2 separate regions of the Sus scrofa genome follow, and region 1 is linked to region 2. Evidence: chromatin contacts called from public Hi-C data. All regions are on one chromosome and are shown on one strand. The core of a region is the stretch at or near the end of the contact, and the rest is flanking DNA. Distances in the headings are between cores, read along the strand shown.

Region 1 (3,685 bases), core at 567-3,066, 260 kb after region 2:
GTAATTTCATAGACGAGTGAGTGGGAAGATTATTCCCACTGTTTCTGGGAAGGGGTGGGGGTTTCTGGGAATTGGGCTACCATCCGCTTTCTGGCCTTTTATGGGCAGCCTGGGAACTGTCCTGGCACCTGTGGGTGTGTCGTTCAGCTCGTGTATTACAATGAGCGTATAATGAAACTCAAAGTTCACTGGAAGTGAAATCATTCACCAGCTTGGACCTAGTTGGTTCTAACCAGTTTTTGTAATATCCTCAAGATGTGTCATTCTTTTAAGGGGGGTGCCCTGTCCCCTTCCCTCCTGTTTCTGGACCCTACATACAATTCCACTGTGTGGATATCCGCATTATTTTGTAATTGACCAGACCTGGTACAAAGGATGTGGCGGCGGTCTCCAGGCTTTTGCTATCACGGGCAAGGATGCTGCAAATGAGCTTGTGGATTCGTAAGCAGATAGGGTAGGGGGTTCCCAGAGAAAGAGGACCAGGTACGCATTTCTTAACATGAAAGAAGCCAGTTTTGGAATTCCCGTCATGGCGCAGCGGAAATGAATCCGACTAGGAACCATGAGGTTTTGGGTTCGATCCCTGGCCTCGCTCAGTGGGTTAAGGATCTGGCATGGCCGTGAGCTGTGGTGTAGGTCACAGACGTGGCTCAGATCTGGTGTTGATGTGGCTCTGGCCTAGGCCGGCAGCTACAGCTCCAGTTAGACCCCTAGCCTGGGAACCTCCACATGCTGCGGGTGTGGCCCTGAAAAGACCAAAAGACAAAAAAAAAAAGAGAGAGAGAGAGAGAGAGGAAGAAGGAAAGAAGCAAGTTTGGCCTAGGTCATTCTGTAGTCTAAGCCTGGCCAAAATGCTTGCCCGAGTACATTCACATTCTGATCCCCCAAACCTGTGGATGTTATGGTCTGTGGCAAAAGGGTCTTTGCACAGGTGATTAAGGTGAGAACCTTGAGGTGGGGAGGGTCGCCGGGATTATCCAGGTGGACCCAACATCCTCACAGTGGTCCTTAAAAGAGGGAGGCAGGGAAGTCAGACCTGTAAACAATGGCTTGGGATAGAACGCGATGGAAGAAAAGGAACGTCCATGTCTGTATGACCAGGTCCCTCTACTGTGCAGCAGGAGCTGGCACCGCACTGTAAATCAACTTTATGTTCATTTAAAACATTCTTTCCTTGAAACAACAAAAAATTCTTTCATTGAAACAACACAACAAAATTCTTTCATTGAAACAACAAAATTCTTGCATGGAAACAATTCTTTCATTGAAACAACACAACAAAATTTCATTGAAAGAACACAACAAAATTCTTTGAAGCAACAAAATTCTTTCATTGAAACAACAACAATTAACAAAATTCTTTCATTGAAACAACAATAAATTCTTTCATTGAAACAACAACAATTAACAAAATTCTTTCATTGAAACAGCAACAAAATTCTTTCATTGAAACAGCAACCGTATTGGAGGAGAAGGGGCGTGTGCCAGGACTGAAGCAGAGACAGAAGGGATGAACTTGAAGACAGAGGAAGGAAGGGACCACAAGCCAGAGGGGAGGAAGCCTCCGGGAGCTGGAAAAGGCAGGGAGATTTTTTTCTCCTCTCGGAGCCTCCAGAGGGAATCTGCCTGACCAGCACCTTGGTTTTTAGCCCAGTGCGAGATCCTTGGCAGACTTGTGACCTCCAGAACTGTGAGACTAAATGTGTGTTGTATTAGTTAAGTTCCTGGTGACTCATCATCACAGCAGCCGTAGGAAATGAACACACAGGAACCCTTAAAAGCAGAGAACTTTCTCTGGCTGGAGGCAGAAAGGTGTCCCGGAAGGAAAGACTCAGAGCATGGGAGGGGCTTTGAGAAAGGCCTGGAAGGAATGTGGGCAGCCTATGGGGGAGAGGGGGAGGGAAGCCAGCGTCCCAGCTGGAAACGGAGACCTCAGTTCTGCAATCTTTCCTGAGGAACGGAGTTCAGCCAACCATCTGAATGAGCTTGCAAGCCCATCCAATCCTGTGAAATAAAATTCTTCGTTTATGGCAAGACAAGAAAAATGTCAACATGAAAATTCTCCCACCCCTTGGCCTCCTCTCTCTGGTGTTGTGCTTTCTGTATCTGTGTTATGCACGGACCCCACCTCTCCCATCAGCAGGAATACCTGCTCCACCACAAAGAGCAACCTTCTCCCAGCATCAACAAGATAACTCCTGGAGTTCCCGTCGTGGCTCAGTGGTTAACGAATCCGGCTAGGAACCATGAGGTTGTGGGTTTGATCCCTGGCCTTGCTCAGTGGGTTAAGGATCCGGCATTGCCGTGAGCTGTGGTGTGGGTCACAGACGTGGCTCGGATCCCGCATTGCTCTGGTGGTGGCTACAGCTCTAATTAGACCCCTAGCCTGGGAACCTCCATATGCTGTGGGTGCAGCCCAAGAAATGGCAAAAAGACCAAAAAAAACCCCAAGATAACTCCTGCAAAGATAATCTTCCTTCTTGATCGCATGTGGGGTCACATGACGTACCACGATGACGTGTAATCTGGATCATGTGCACTGTTCATAATACATCATTTGATACATAACCCTCTGTCTCAAGAAACTTAGATAGCCGTGCCTTTACGTCTAAGAAAGAGGTGGAACAGTTCTTAGCGCTTTCAGAGATGCTCTTCCTGGATTATAATCCTCAAATTTTCCTTGAGTAAAACTGTCCATTTCTTTCTTTTTTTGGGCTGCCCTGCGGCATCTGGAGTTCCTTGGCCAGAGATCAGATTTGAGCCACGATTGCAACCGATGCTGCAGCTGTGGCCATGCTGGATCCTTAACCCAATGTGCCAGGCCAGGGATTGAACCTGTGTCCCAGAATGCCTGAGAGGCCACCGATCCCATTGCACCACAGCAGGGACTCCCATTTTTTCCTTCGATTGGCTGATTTTTTTGTTGTTGTTTTTCTTGGGGACAATCCCTAGAGCCTCCAGAAAGGAATGCAGCCATTGCTGGATTACATAGATGGCATGAGTAAGCACCCAGTGGAATAGTATGCAGCTGAGAAAAGAACAAGTCAGATCTGTGATCTTTGTCAAAGGGAAAATGTCACAGCGTTGTGTGTTTGAGGTCACTGTTGTATGCAAAAAGAAAAGACAGAAGGAAAAGAGGAAATACAGGTATTGGCTTGTCAATGTGTAAAATTCCCTGGAAGGATCCACCAGGAACTAGCTTGATCTCCACCTCTGGGTTTCTAAGCAACCGAGCCATATTGCACCTGGATTTTTGATCTCCAGGACTTTGAGATCCTAAGTAGGTGGTGTTTTAAGCCATTCAACTTGTGGGAATGTGTTATAGCAGCAGTAGAAAATGAGGTAAATTCCGGAGTTGCTATCATGCTCAGTGGAAATGAATCTGACTAGTATCCCTGAGCATGCAGGTTTGATCCCTGGCCTTGCTCAGGGGGTTAAGGATCCAGCATTGGAGTTCCCGTCGTGGCTCAGTGGTTAACGAATCCCACCAGGAACCATGAGGTTGTGGGTTCGATCCCTGCCCTTGCTGAGTGGGTTAAGGATGTGGCATCGCCGTGAGCTGTGGTGTAGGTCGAAGATGCAGCTCAGATCCCTTGTTGCTGTGGCTGTGGTGTAGGCTGGCGGCTACAGCTCTGATTCGACCCCTAGCCTGGGAACCTCCATACAACACAAGTGCGGCCCTAAA
Region 2 (3,706 bases), core at 835-3,334:
ACAGCCACAGCAACACCAGATCTGAGCTGTGTCTGCGACCTACACCACAGCTCATGGCAACGCCGGATCCTCGACCCACTGAGCAAGGCCAGGGATCAAACCCGCAACCTCATGGTTCCTGGTTGGATTCGCTTCTGCTGCGCCACAATGGGAACTCCAGCAATTTTATTAGGTGGCAGACAGGGAAGGCCTCTCCAAGAGAAGATGTTTGAGACCTGAAGTGACCAGAAGAACCCCTTCCTCAGAGGGGCTTCCCCTAAAGCCAGCCCCTGTCAGTTCTACTTGAATGTTTCTGTCACAGCACATACCTTGTGTCGTGGACTGAACTGGGTCCATCGAAACTCACATGGTGAAGCCCTAACCCCTAACAAGAAGATAGGGCTTCCCCGGAGGTAATTAAGTGAAGTCATGAGGTGCGGGGGGCAAGCCAACATGACAGGTGTCCTTACAGGAAGAGAAATGCTTACATACCCGGCAAAGGCCCCGTGAAGACACGGCAAGAAGGCTGTCCTCTGCAGGCCAAGGGGAGAGTTCTCTTCACAAACCAACCCTGCCAACACCTTGATCTTGGACTTCCAACCTCCAGAACATGAAAAAATGAATTCTAATTTAAGCCTCCAGGTCTGTGCATAGAAAACGGACTTAAGCAGGTGAAACGGACTTAACCTTGGGGGGCGGGGAGAAGGGAGGACTGGGAGTTTGGGTTGAACAGATCCAAGCTAGTATATACAAGCTAAATAACAAGGTTCTACTGGATAATACAGGGAAGGAACTATATTCAGTATCTTGTGATAAACCATAATGGAGAAGAATACGAAAAAGAATGCGTGTTATGTAGATGTGGGTGTGCCTGTGTGGATATATGAGTCACTTAGCTGTACAGCAGAAATTAACACATTACCATAATTCAATTAAAAAAAAAAAAAAAGCCTCCAAACCTGCCATATTTTGTTACAGCAGCCTGAGCTAATGAATACATCTGGTTTGTAAATCTACTCAGACCACTGTCAGAGTCACCGGGCTAGTTTCTCCCTTTTTCTCACCCCTCCTATGGCTCAGTCTCTGCACAGTAGCCAGAGAGCTTTTCTCAGGTGCAAATCACATCCTGTCACTCCCAAATCAGACCCATTAGTGCCACACAGAATAAACTCCAAAGTCCCCCATCACCCGCCCACCCTCCCTCCCTGCCACCAGCCAAAGAGGACTCTCCTGTTCAAGCTCCAGCCTCAAGGCCTTTGCACTCGCCCTTCCCTCTGCCTGGAGAACATTCTCCATCTCCCTGGCCATCACCTTCTCAGAACCTTCCCAGAGTCATCCCTCTACCGTAAGTGAAGCCCGCCCATCACGGTCTCATTCCCCTGCTGTAATCTCGGTTTACACCGTCGGAAATGGTCTCCTTCGCGTCTCGGAGGGTCCCCACCGCTACTCCCCATCCCGCTATGGGACAGAGACCCTGCCTTGCCCACTGCTGAGCCCTAGAGCACAGTGGGCTGTTGAAAATACAGGTGGATGAGGTGGCATTTGGGCGGAGACCTGAAAGGCAGGGAGCCAGGCCCGCTCAGGGTCCAACCCAGAGCTGCTCCTGAGCTCTGCCCCCCTTCCTCTGCTGTAGGGGTGTAGGAATGGGGACAACGATGCTTGTTCTGAGGCTCCGAAGGGTTACAATTGGCAAAGTACGAAACACCGGCTTAGGATTTGCTAAATAAAGTGTCTCCGGGGAGGCCTCCCCATACCCGAAACTAGGTCAGCTCCCTGGTAGACGCTGTTCTAACTCCCTGCTCTTCGGCTCCAGGGCCGCTGCCCAGAAAAAACACCCACGGCGCATGTGAATTGCACGTCCACCCAGAATTAGTTCTCAGCACCGGCGCGTCCGAGCATCCCTTGGCCCTACTCGCTCCCTCCCGCGGTCCCAGCCCGCTGCGGACCGCGCTCCCGCTCGGGAGGCGGCCCCGGAACCCACGGCGGAGGATCTCTGCAGCCCGGCCCGACGTGGCGTCGCCGCCGCCACCGCCCCCGGCGCCGACGCTCGCGGTCGCAGCCAATGGCCGCGTCTCCCGGGCGGCGGGCGCGGCCTCCGGCCACTAGAGGGCGCCGCGCGGGCGCAGCGGAGCCGCCGCCGCCGCCGGTCGCGGAGGGAAGGTGAGAGCGAGCGCCCAGGCCGCTGCCGCCGCCGCCGCCGCCCGCTCACCGCGCGCTGCTGTCCGTCCCCCGGCGCGGCCGTCCCCGCAGGTAGGTGGGTCCCGCCGGGCCCCGCCGCCCTCCCGGCCCGCGCGCCGCCCCTCCCCCGCCGGCGCCCCCGCCCGGCGCGCCCCCGCCGCCGCCTCGTGCTCGCGCGCGCCGGTAACGGACGCCGGGCGGGGGAGGGGCGGCGCGCAAGGCCGCCCCGCGGCAGCCGAGGGGGCGGAGGGCTCGGCCACAAAGGGCGCGCGGCCCCTGCGGAGGGGCGGTCCGAGCGCGCGCCGCCGCGGGGCTCCGCGGGCGGGCGGGTCCTTGTCCCCTCCCTCCGATGGGGGCGGCGGGGGTCTCACCCTGGGGGCGCGTGTCCCCCTAGCGGGGCGTAGAGGGCTCCCGCTCCCTCCATCCCATGCTTGCGTGCATTTCCGTTGGCAAAATACCTCCTCTCTGGTTATTTAACTAAAAAAAAAAAAAAGGATTTTTTTGTTTTCATTATTTCTCTCTGTTTCTGTGATCGGGGACCCCTAATTCAGTACCGTAGGTTTGGGGGCGGGAAGGATGAGCCCGGTGCGCTTGGCTCGTTTATTTCGGGCTGTTCCCCCCCCCCCTTTTTTTTTGCGCGGGGCGCACGTCTAGGACGCGCGGCGAATTGTTTCCTATCTTTTTTGTGGATCTGGAGACGGCCAGGCTTTAGGTTTCTTTCCCCACCCTTAAAGAATGAGGACCTGTCAGTTCCCATTAGCGTGAATTTCCTGTTGGGGACGGTCATTGCCGGGGTGTGGTCCAGCTGGAAAGCTCCGGCTGGTCCCCGAGAGGTCGCGCCTGCACCCTGATTGGGTGAATTTATCGGGAGTTGAGTATTTTCCCTGTCCCCCGGAATGTAGGCATGAAAGAAGGTGCCGTGTTTGGTATTTAAGGACCGAGGGTCTGCCCAGACTCGAGGTGCCCTGCCCGGGAAGGTGGCCACTGGCCGCAAGGAGCTGTTGAACACTTGGAATGTGGCTAGACGGAGTTGAGATGTGCTCCCAGTGAAAAAGACACACCTGATTTTGAACGCTTAGTAAGGAAAAAAAGTAAAGATATCTCATTCATAATTCTTTCCAAGTTAAATAATAGCGGTTGAGATGATACTGTTTTGAACATAGTGGGTTGACTCAAATATATTATTGTCATTGGTTTCTTTTTACTTCTTTTTAACACAGTTACTTGAACATTGAAAATTAAATGTACGACTGGCATATTTCTGTTGGACAGCGTTCAGCTGGAGCATTGGAATGAGGGCAGGGGTAGTAGGAGCTTCTGCCATCTGTTTTCTCTTTGCCTGCTTCTCTGATGGCATGTGGCCTCCTCTCTCCTAGACACTCTTCCTTCTCACCCTCCGCTGAACTGTCGAGCCCATGGCTTAAGGAGGATTTTGTCCTCATTTGCAGTCAAGTTCATGGACAGAATTTTCTTTGGGGAAAAAATGTCATCTCCTGTGCACTGGAGTACACGGTGGAAATAGTTGCAGAGGATTGGACTCAGTCGGATC

The links. A called contact is a pair of places that touch in the nucleus more often than the background predicts.
Region 1: a contact with region 2 is called in a Hi-C map of embryonic fibroblasts, with 2.8 times the contacts expected there. The contact joins the enhancer-like site here to the promoter of ZC3H7A in region 2. A contact is called at or near these places in 1 of 5 promoter capture datasets (fetal liver), 11 of 47 Hi-C or Micro-C datasets (alveolar macrophages, embryonic fibroblasts, fetal heart ventricle and 7 more) and 2 of 2 datasets of contacts at active chromatin or transcription factors (alveolar macrophages and skeletal muscle).

The regions. Positions count from the first base shown.
Region 1 is chr3:31,592,800-31,596,484 of Sscrofa11.1, forward strand. No RefSeq gene overlaps it. Among named protein-coding and RNA genes, the nearest start is that of LITAF, 110 kb to the left of the region's middle. Within about 2 kb of position 1,817, at least 25 of the 83 cell types and tissues checked have an H3K27ac peak or open chromatin away from gene starts, as enhancers often do. A contact at or near this core is called in embryonic fibroblasts and subcutaneous adipose tissue, where this site is marked.
Region 2 is chr3:31,330,402-31,334,107 of Sscrofa11.1, forward strand. It overlaps ZC3H7A (zinc finger CCCH domain-containing protein 7A), which reads left to right and starts at 2,085. Exons shown (of 23, transcript XM_021086593.1): 1 at 2,085-2,229.